Linked DNA regions of Mus musculus: region 2 is linked to region 1. The links are chromatin contacts, called in public HiChIP or PLAC-seq maps. All regions are on one chromosome and are shown on one strand. The core of a region is the stretch at or near the end of the contact, and the rest is flanking DNA. Distances in the headings are between cores, read along the strand shown. Region 1 overlaps Rell1 (RELT-like 1). Region 2 holds the start of 5830416I19Rik (RIKEN cDNA 5830416I19 gene).

Region 1 (5,159 bases), core at 1,981-4,480:
CTGGACACAAACTAACTTTTTTTTTTCAAACATTTTATGCGTGTGGTAGATGCAGTTTGATGTGAACCCACACTGGCAGCTAGTGACTTGGTATGTGTGTTGTGTCTACTAAGCAGAGATGCCAGTGTGGATGCCAGGTTCACTGTGGTCCAGGAAGCAGAGTGAGTGCTCATGGGAGTAATGTTTGTGCAGCTAAGCCAGTATTTTTACTTAAACAAACAAACAAAAAAAGTATACATTTTGCAAAAAAAAAAAAAAAATGACGTCCTTTAAATGGTGATGGGCTAATATGTAATATTCTTCAGTTTTAATTATTTTTTAATTTTATTCAATGTAGAGCACTTTCTATAGCAATAAAAAAAAACAAAACAAAAAAAAATAAGCAAAGATATTTAAGATTGTATTTATATACCCAGAGTACATTTTAAACATTTTCTAATACTTGAGCAGATGGGTGACTGGCTTCCAGAGATGCCAAAAATTAAACATTCAATACATTCAACACATAAGCTTTGTCCTGGTTTGCACAGCCTGGTGAGAATCCTGAGGGTTCCCAGCATAGTTGGCGTTTAGGGTCCCTCCTCCTCCCTCCTCCCTCAGAAGTTCTGAGGATCCTCGACAAGGTCACTGTCCACGACACTAATGATGGATCGCTTCTTGGTGTAAAGGAAAGAGTCACTCGGTTGCCATCTTGATGTAAAACATTTTGTAAAGGAAAATTTTTTGGTTTCCAGTGTCAAATGTATTTTTAACTGTCTGGTTTGTACTTTTTATGAATTTTGTACTACCAAAGCAGAGTTAAAAATAAAAGCATTAAACCAGTGTGCTTGAATGAGCGACATCTTACAGGACCAGCTTCTTAAGTCTTCGATTGTTGAGTAATCGTTAGGCTGGTCTGATTGGATTTCCCCTTTTATAGCACCTCTACCTCCTCCCCCGCCCCCGCCCCATGGATGATTTGGGACATAGAGAAATAAATATAGTGTGGAGTTTATGGGTACCCCTCAGTCTGCTAATCTTAGTGTTCAACATCTTACATCACCATAGGAACATGATCATGACTAAGAAAGCAGCATCCGTCCAAGATTGATAAACAAATTAGAACTCAGGGGGAGGGGGATTCCCACTTTGCCCTGAGTTATTGCATCTCCGAAGACTGCTCACTAGTCCAGTCTCTTGATCACAACACTGTAGTAAGCTGCTCGGCTCTCTACAGTGTCCTTCCATTTGAGCTGGGGAACTTTCTCATTGGAGAGACTTGAAGTTTTGCCTTGGTAAGGATGCTGCACGTCAGGGGACATGGAGTTGACATGTGTCATCTTGTGATTTCCAGTCAGTCATTTGGTTGTCATGTCTAGCAGGCTTCAGTATGTTACAGTTACTATTTGTGCCTCTGTAATGAAGAGGGAAGATACTCGGGGATGAGGCTAGTAACTTACCTGTGTTTACCTTTTCGTCTGCTAGCTTTACCATCCATTGGAGGTGACTTCCCCAGGACTCCAATCAACAAGTTACCAAGAGCTTGGCAACTAATGCAATATAGAAAGCTATTTCAGGCCAGAGCTAGAAACAACGTTTCTCCAGGGTTAGGTCCACCCTGTATTCTGAGGGAGGTGTTTGTTAGAAAGTTCTCAGCATTTCCTGGTTTGAAGTTCTGCATCATTGAAGATCTGTGTCTTGAGATATCCTTCTCTGTGGGTATCCTATTCCTCCTTTTAAGGCCATCTGCCCCCTGGCTTAGGGGCCCACTGCAATCCATCATAAGAACTCATCTTAACTTGGTTACATTTGCAAAGATCCTAGCTCCCAGAAGGGTCACGCGAGGCCTATTCTAGGTGTTGAAATTTCAGTATCAATGTGGGTTTTTTTTTTTTTTCTGGGTGCGAGGGAGCAGGACAAGGGCATACAACTCCATTCCCTCGAGGATAGTGCCTGTAATGAAAGCTCTTACAGATTGATGCCTTTGGCACGGTGCTCTCTCTCCCCACTTCCCCCACGCTCCTCTGTCTCGCCTATTTCTAGCCCCTTACTACGTTCTGGCCCAGACGGTGCCCCAGGCTCTTCTTGTTTTCTTGTTCCTTGCCCCAGTGTTGTAGAAAATATTTAATCTCAATTTGAGGTTTCTACCCTGACTTTGACCATTTTTTTTTCCTAGATAAAAGACACAGGGAACCTTTATATTTACAAGCCTTAAACAGCACAGCTGGGCAAATATCTACCTTCTATGCTGTTAAAATATATTTCCTGTTGATAACCCTGAGTTATTACTGTTTCACATGGGCTGCTCTTAACTCCAGTTGGCCAGCCCTCAGGGCTGTGCTTTCTTGACTCCTAACCCAGGGCATCTTACTCCCCTCTCCACCTTTCTCTCTCCCCTTGTGATCATCTCCAACTCCAATGCTGCCGGGAACACTAAGCCCCCACCTATCTCAATTTTGCCCAGCTATAGGCTGTAGGCATCTTTATTCACTAATCAGAAATAACTTGAATCTATGTGGGGACTCTCTGGGACAACCAAGTCTTGCTCCCCTCACACTTAGCATTACAATTCATAGCAACAGACCAAACCTCAACATCCCATCCTTAGGACCAACTGCGAATCTAAGGAGCCCTAAGTCATTTTGCTAGAGAATGGTATTTTTTAAAATAAGGACACAAGCTGTGCTCATTGATACTGGGTGTCGCAGCCTCTGCCCTCTGTATAGTAATCCATATAGTATACACATCTTTGTGTTTCTGTGTGCTAAGAGTCCAAGTCCACACGGTACCTCTGACTCCGTACTTGTTCCATTCATTTTAACCTTATGTTATTTTCAACTTTGTAGGAAACACCACTCTTACTATATAAGAACGTTTTCAATGCAGGCATGCACATTTAGGGCCTGAGGTTCTCTCCACAGTCATTCCCGCCTTCATCTGTGTTCACAGGCACTGTCAGGGTTGGGAATGTGGCAAATCATGGCCAGTCTGGATCCCCTGGTCAGTGCTCTCTGTATCTGGGCTCCTGGAGGATCTATGGTTTTGGGGGTGGGGCACTGTTTATGGTTTTGCACACTTCTGCAATTCCTTCTCAAGTTTGTCTTGCTGGCCAGCCTTGCGCTATCCAAAACTTACAGTTGAAAAAGTGAAGGTTAGGGGACTTACAAATGGGGTCCCCGCAACTTGGAGCTTTGTAGCCAAGTGTTTGACGCTGAGCATCCACCTTACACAGAGATAGCACTTTGGCCCCCTCTTCTGGTTGGATGTAGGAACTGCAGTGGGGCATGATCCGGCCATTTGTGTGTACTGGTGTGCAGAGCCCCCGTGATGTGTTGGCAGAATGAATAAACCTTTAAAAATAAAGGATATCACTAGCTAGCTAATGGGAGTAAAGGAGCGAGTTTGGTTTTTTTTTCCTGATCATTTTTTTTCTGACCCTGTCAATCTATCTTGTTTTTCCCTTCAAACGCTTCCTCACTGTCTGAGGCCAGACAGTGCCTGTGAACACAGATGAAGGCAGGAATGACTGTGGAGAGAACCTCAGGCCCTAAATGCTGTCATAGAAATGGTGTGACTAAGCAATTGGGACTCAGAGAGATAGCTTGACCTTCGATGTAGAGCTGAGCCTTACCTCTGCCACTCACGCTGTATGCTGGGAACCAGGCTCTTGGCTTCTTTGAGGCTTAGCATTTTCCCGAGCCATCGTTTGCACAGTGGATTTGCTTGTTGGTTTACTTTTGCATGTGGATGTGGTGTGTGTGTGTGTGTGTGTGTGTGTGTGTGTGTGTGTGACATGCCTGTGTGTTGTACATTCTCATGTGTGTGGGCATGCATATGTTAATACTGAGTGTCTTAAATTTCTCTTTACTTCATTGGGTTCTCTAACTAAACCCAGGCACCACTGATTTAATTAGTCTAGCTACCCAGCTTGCTGTAGGGATCCCTTTGTGCTTTTTTAAGGAGTAGAAAATTCACACAAAATCGTGATGCGTGCCATAGCCTGCCCGTAAACTCCCAGAAGGCACTGCTGTTTTAGTGGGTATTGGTGCCACTGTTTTGTATGGCTATAAACAAAATACCTGGGGTCGAATGGTTTCAAAGGATAAAAGGCTTAACTGCTCCCAAGTTTGGGAGGTTGAAAAGTCTGAGCTTAGCAGCCACATTTAATAAAGCCCTTGATGTTCACTGGACAATGGCAGGTGCACCATCACTGTAGCAGGAGGGTTTGTGAGACGGGCCAAGGAAGACTCAGAGAAGAGGAAAAACCGCTCTCAGGGTAACCAATGCAACCCCACAAGACACAACTCACTCCTTAATTCTGTCTTGAGACCTGATGCTGTTACTTGAGAAATAAACAGTTTGTTCTTGAGAGTGGAGCCTCCACAGCCTAATGACCCTTTAAGATCCCACGGGCCCTCAACATGATTACCTTGTGAAGAAGGAACGCTAAAAGAAAGAGTCACCTTAATATGAGCTACTCACTTTAAGGGTGATGTGACCTAAAAGTCTAAGTGGGGTCAACTCCTGTGTGTGCACCGGTCAGTATGGGATGAAATAAAGGGGATAAAGTTTGTTCCAGATAAGTGCCTCTGTATTGTAATTTTAATGATGGGTGATAATTGATGATGTAAGTGGGAAAGGGTCACTTTATCACTTTAGAGATGGGTGTAATCAGAAGTGGTTTGGAGAGCTTTGGTGTGTAGCAGTTAAGACTTAGTTTCTAAGATGTTGAATGTGACTTGTGAAAGTGAGCCAGTGACCTCAGCCAAGTGACCAGAAGACAGCTAATTGTGATGGTTTGCCAGGAGCTGGGCAGGTGAGCAGCACTGTATGTCTTAGTGTTGTCTTGTGGTGCAGAGGGAGTCCTGGCCATCGCCTCTGCTTTACACATGGATGTGACTGGAGCAATGGGTCTCAGTACGCCCAGGCAGGATTTGCTTGCAGACACAATTGATGGAGAGGATTTCAGTCCATAATTCAACCAATAGCCATCTCTCCCAGCAAATTACTTTTGAAGTAGTGTGTATATAGTTATTTCATCTTGCTATAAATAAGTAAGCCATAAATAAATAATTTATGGTTTAAATATGACATCCATTTTTACTAGATTGTCACTTGGTTTATGGCTAATGTCATGAAAACCTTTATGAGTCTGGATTTGCAAATTCATAGTTTAAGCC
Region 2 (5,159 bases), core at 1,254-3,753, 140 kb before region 1:
AAGGTAAGAAAGGCGCCTTCCCTTTCCTTCTTCCTTTTTAAAGAAACAAAGATTTTCTTTTTGGCTGTTTCGGCTGGTTGTATCTTTATTCATCATGACATCACAGGAAGACTGACCCGCAAGGATTTGGCATTCTAAAGGTTTCAGTGACAAAGGTGCATAATCCGAGCACATTGCAGTAACAGGTATTTACAAAGAGTTAAGGCATTCGAGGGAGGGCCAATTATTTCTCACTAATAGGTCAGGGAGAATGAAGCATTTGATCTTTCTGAGGGTTGGCATCGCATGAATGGCTCTGGGCGTGCTGACGGATGAATGGATGAACGATCTGTGCGAGAAAAACGCACCCAGCTGCAGGTACTGACTGGATGGATGGGTTGTGAAATTAGAACCATATGGGGGTGGGAGGTGGAGGTGAATTTTGGCTCAATGTGACAATGGACGTTTGAGAAGTTTCTAGAACCAAATAGCCAGTACGAGGTAAGGACTTGCGAAATGCCTGGTGAATGTGAAGGTGCTATTAGCTTAGCTTCAGAAATCTTGACAACTTTGCAAGCAGCAGTTATCTTCATAATTCTGACTAGGGTGTAAAAGTAAGTACTAAGCAAAAGGAGCAAGAATAGAGAGTGAGGGTCAGCGACCATGTCCCCTTCTTTAGCTGCTTCCGACCTTGTATTGCTGTGAATCAGAAGAACGAGTGTATGCGCTTACAATCGGGAGGTCAACCGTGTGAGACTCCTACACCCAGGGAAGACGAGTTGTCAGTAGGGCTGGCTCCTTCTCAAGGTTCAGAGAGAACCTGTTCTCTTGTCTCTTCCTTCTTCTTGAGTCAGACCCCATCTCCACCGTAAGCATCTCCTACACGACCAGTATGCCTCTCTTCCTGCAGCTCTCAAGCCCAAATCTTATTCCCTTCATGGCATGGCGATTCTCCTTTCTCTCTCTCTTGCCTGAGAATCCTAAAAGTCCCACCTCTGTCTCCCTGCCCAGCCATTGGTCGATGGCAACTTTATTTCCTAACCAAAGCCAACTGGGGGCAGGGACCCTCCGCGTCCTACATGCAGACGTGCGAATTCCCATGTAATTTTGGGAACCCAATTAACGTAATACAAGCAATACACCAAATCTACAACCCTGCATCTCCAGTTTTCTCCGCCTCCCTTCTTCAGGAGGCAAAGAGACCCTTCATATACCCAACACTGGGTCTGTCATTCTAGAAATATCTTTTCTCGCACTGTATCCTCACTACCTCTCTCGTGATAACAGGTTCAGCTAGGAACTAAGGATAAGAGCATCCTTACGAGATAAATGTATTCCATCTGGTTCCAAGGCACAACGAAACCCAGAGAATTCACAGAACTGACCAACATCACGTAGTTGGAAAGGACAGAACTGTGTCTAGACTTCTGTGTCTGTGACTGCTTATGACATAGAACCACAGAGTACATTTTTACTGCCAGTGGATTAACATTCAAATTTCTTGCTACTTATTTTCAAAAGTAGAGCAGTCATAACGTTTGTTTGTTTTTCTTGGAAAATAACCACAGGAAAACCCAACAGTGACAGAGCTTTTTAACTTTGAGTGTGGCCCTTGCTTTTTGTTTCGTATGCCTGAAAGAGTCCCCTGGAGAGCCACCCAAGCCCTGCTGCATGTGACATGGCTCAGAGCCAGGCAGCAATCCTGCTCTTCCCACCCGGAGCCCTTGGCCGGTGGCCAGCCTGCAGCTCCGTACTCATACCCACTGTATTGTCTGCCGGGCTGGTCATGTGAAGGGATGACTGATTTAAGGACATGAACGCCATGATTCATAGGAGGGGGGGAGAGGGAGAGAGAGAGAGAGAGAGAGAGAGAACATTAGCTCACACACCAGTAGCCACTCTCAGCACTGACCCGTGTTAAGAAGAAGTGGTGCCGGTCAGACAATAGGAGAAGACCTACATCCTCTCTTTGAACTGACTGTGGCTCTGAGATTACAGGGCTTGGCCAGGAGAAGGATTTTGAGGCAATAAAGCAAAGAGCCTCTGGATAAGTCATATGCCAGGGCACAAAACATAAGTGGCTCTTTGACCTCAGTCAGCCTCCGATAGTCTCTTACAGTGGCTAAGAACTTTAGGTAGGTTTGAGTCATACAGCTACCACCACACATATTGTTGTAGCCAACGACTACATCTACTTCAAAGGATTCAGTGCTTTAACACAGGTACAAATCAGCACGGGACCCAATCATGGTAACTTCTACACCAGTGTGAGTTAGCAGGATTCTTAGGAGAGATGCAGATACAGTTACCTGGAAACGGAGTCGCCATTTCTCCATCTTCTTTCAACCCTGAGGATAGAAAGCGTTCCTACATTATCCTATACTGCCTCTGCCATTCTAGAAATAACCCTGCACCCCCACTCACCTCCCTCCCCGAACAGCGAGCTCATCCAACACGAAGCTGGCGAAGCTGGCGCGCACACCGGCTCTGACACATACCTCCCGGCAGAATAATGGGTGGCACTGAGAGTGCTTGTTCAGACCAAAGCAGAGCGGGTGAAACAAGGAAGTCGCAAAGTGTTGTGGTTTAAAACGGATAGACAGATAGACGTTTACAGTTTAGGATTACCGCCAGCGAGTACAGGGCCACGGGAGGAGACTCTCAGCCTTCAGACTATTTCTCTAACAAGGTGCTTGTCCATCCATCCCCCCCACACTTCCCCAACCTTCCCCAGCCTACCCTCCCCCGCCCCAGATAAAAGTGTCATGTGCCAAGACATGATCTCTTTAGATAACATTTTATTTATTCTTTTTATTACATTTCTTTGTTTTGTGTTCGGATGTGGGAGTGGCATATGAAAACCATCATGGGGGCTGGGATAGCAGAGACCACTCTGGAAAACGGTGTAGACCAAACTGAGACAGATGGGGAATCCCACAATCCCCTCTCAACGTCCAGCTTCCAAAGAAGGCCTGACTTCTTCAAGGTACACAGAACCTTTTAAAACTACCATCCAGTAACTGAGCCTTCACACATGCAGGTCGTTCATACTTTCAACCCAAGCCTTTCAGCCACTTTCTCTCTTCATTCTAACAAAAATAAGTAAGTAAATAATAAATAAATTCAAGAAATCAGCCCCCCACCAAGTTTTTCTTGATCAAAATGCCTCAAAAAGAGGAGGCTGTCTCTAACCCAGAAGTGTAATTTGACGCCTGTCTGCAGCAGTCTTCTGTGCTGATTAGCATGGACATAAATATTCATGTGCTGATTCATGAGGAGGAGGTGGCAACGAAGAAAGCATCAATAATTGTTGATTGTTATTAGCCATAAGTGGGGCTAGCAGAATGAGCTTATTATCCCCCAAGAAATGACATTAATGTTGGTTTCACACACACACAAACACATACACACACACACAGAGACTGCAACATGCATAGGAGACAAAGCCTAGATTGCACACATATAACGAGTCTTTCTTTTGCCATCTGTTCTTGAATTTTTTATTTAAAAATCTCTGACACATGAGTATTTGTGATGGAGGAAGTTGGCAACCACTTTGCACTCATTCTCCAAGGGGCCTGGAGGCCAGAGCATCCCACCAGCAGCTGCATGGTGCAGAGGTGGGCTGCCACTGGCACTTCTGTCTCCACACAATGGGAAACATTGTCCCTCTGTTCAGGTTGGAGATGTCTTTGGAGACCTATTATCCCGGGAACAAATAGAATGATACAATATATCCGTTGTGTTTGACAAATAAGGGAATAGGTACCACTGAGAGTCTAAACTGTCCTTAGTGTATTTGTTAGGATAAAGGGCAAGCTGCTATAATGCAGACTGTTTTTAAAAGTTCAGTGGCTTCAGAGAGATACCTTTGCTCTTTTCAAACAAGCCAGGCCTTCCATGTTGGCAGGATGGCTCTAATGCACGTGCTTCCTCTGGGATCTGGTTTCCCCTCCCTCCTGGAGTTGGTGTGTTAGCGATGTATGTGGTTGACAGAAGTATTTAATGGTGGCCTAGTATGTCTGAAGTGCTTGGACAGCATCCTCGATCTTCTCTGACAAACTATAACCTTGTCAAACTTAAGAAACATATAGAGCAGACACATTAAAGGAAATGGGCAGACTCATGTGACCATGGTGACAGACAGTTGTTTTCTATTGCCACCGACACCCAGACAATGTGTTAGGAATTGCAGCTAGCAAGGCTTCTTTGTCCAAAAGAAGAGGAGATTGGAATCTCTTGAGATTGTGTGTCAGTCTATGAAACCGAGTCTGATGGTTTTAGAAAACACATACGAGCCAAGTGTTCAGAGACATGGGCAAGTGGGCATCTCGTGCAAAGGGCGTTGTGCCTTGTTATTGAACTCTTGCTAAGAGACATTCAATGACAAACTTCATATAAACATTTTTAGGATATTTCTTAAGTTTGGCAAGGTTATGGTTTGTCAGAGAAGAGCGAGGATGTTGTCCAAGCACTTCAGACACACTAGGCCACCGTCTGTGAGGAATGTGGCATCCTTTAAATACTTTGATGAGGGCTGGAGAGATGGCTCAGTGGTTAAGAGCACTGACTGCTCTTCCGAAGGTCCAGAGTTCAAATCCCAGCAACCACATGGTGGCTTACAACCATCCTTAATGAGATCTGATGCCTTCTTCTGGGGTGTCTGAAGACAGCTACAATGTACCTACATATAATAAATAAATAAAATTTAAAAAATACTTTGATGAGAAAGTATTTGTAAGTGTTGCAGGGACATTCTTTCCTTCTCCCTCTCTCTTTGTGTCTCTCTCTCACATCTATAACTTTCAAGACATCTTCCCATTGACACGATTTTACCTCTGAAGAAGGTACTCTTCTTAGCTAATAGAATAAAATGGCTCTCTCTAAAATAATCAAAGTTGAGCCAAATGTTTTTCCAAGGGGAAAAGCAATTTCCTTTGGTGAAGATGGGGTGGAGGGGAGGGATGGGTGGAGGATGTGATAGATTCAGTCTCCATTAGTAAGAACACAGTTACTCAGCAAATGCCCACCTGCAAGGAATGCTGGGGAATGTAGTCTTTGACTGCCAGGTCTATGCCTAAACAAACAAACAAAAAAATTTTCCCATGAGAGAAAGAGAAAGCAATAAACGAATCTGGTTCCTCCCTTAAGTGATCCAGTGAAATTCCTTCTTGTTTTCT

The links. HiChIP or PLAC-seq counts read pairs in DNA pulled down with a chosen protein or histone mark.
Region 2: an H3K4me3 HiChIP or PLAC-seq map of bone marrow-derived macrophages shows a contact between it and region 1, with 4 times the contacts expected there. The contact joins the promoter of 5830416I19Rik here to the enhancer-like site in region 1. A contact is called at or near these places in 3 of 15 datasets of contacts at CTCF or cohesin (the NIH/3T3 cell line, large pre-B cells and stem cell-derived epiblast-like cells), 7 of 484 Hi-C or Micro-C datasets (ECoMG myeloid progenitors, bone marrow-derived macrophages, cerebral cortex and 4 more) and 5 of 115 datasets of contacts at active chromatin or transcription factors (bone marrow-derived macrophages, embryonic stem cells and trophoblast stem cells).

The regions. Positions count from the first base shown.
Region 1 is chr5:63,904,737-63,909,895 of GRCm38.p6, reverse strand. It overlaps Rell1 (RELT-like 1), which reads left to right. Exons shown (of 7, transcript NM_145923.4): 7 at 1-998. Among named protein-coding and RNA genes, the nearest start is that of Rell1, 62 kb to the left of the region's middle. Within about 2 kb of position 3,230, at least 19 of the 459 cell types and tissues checked have an H3K27ac peak or open chromatin away from gene starts, as enhancers often do. A contact at or near this core is called in bone marrow-derived macrophages, where this site is marked.
Region 2 is chr5:64,042,317-64,047,475 of GRCm38.p6, reverse strand. It overlaps 5830416I19Rik (RIKEN cDNA 5830416I19 gene), which reads right to left and starts at 2,503. Exons shown (of 3, transcript NR_045384.1): 1 at 2,478-2,503; 2 at 2,289-2,327.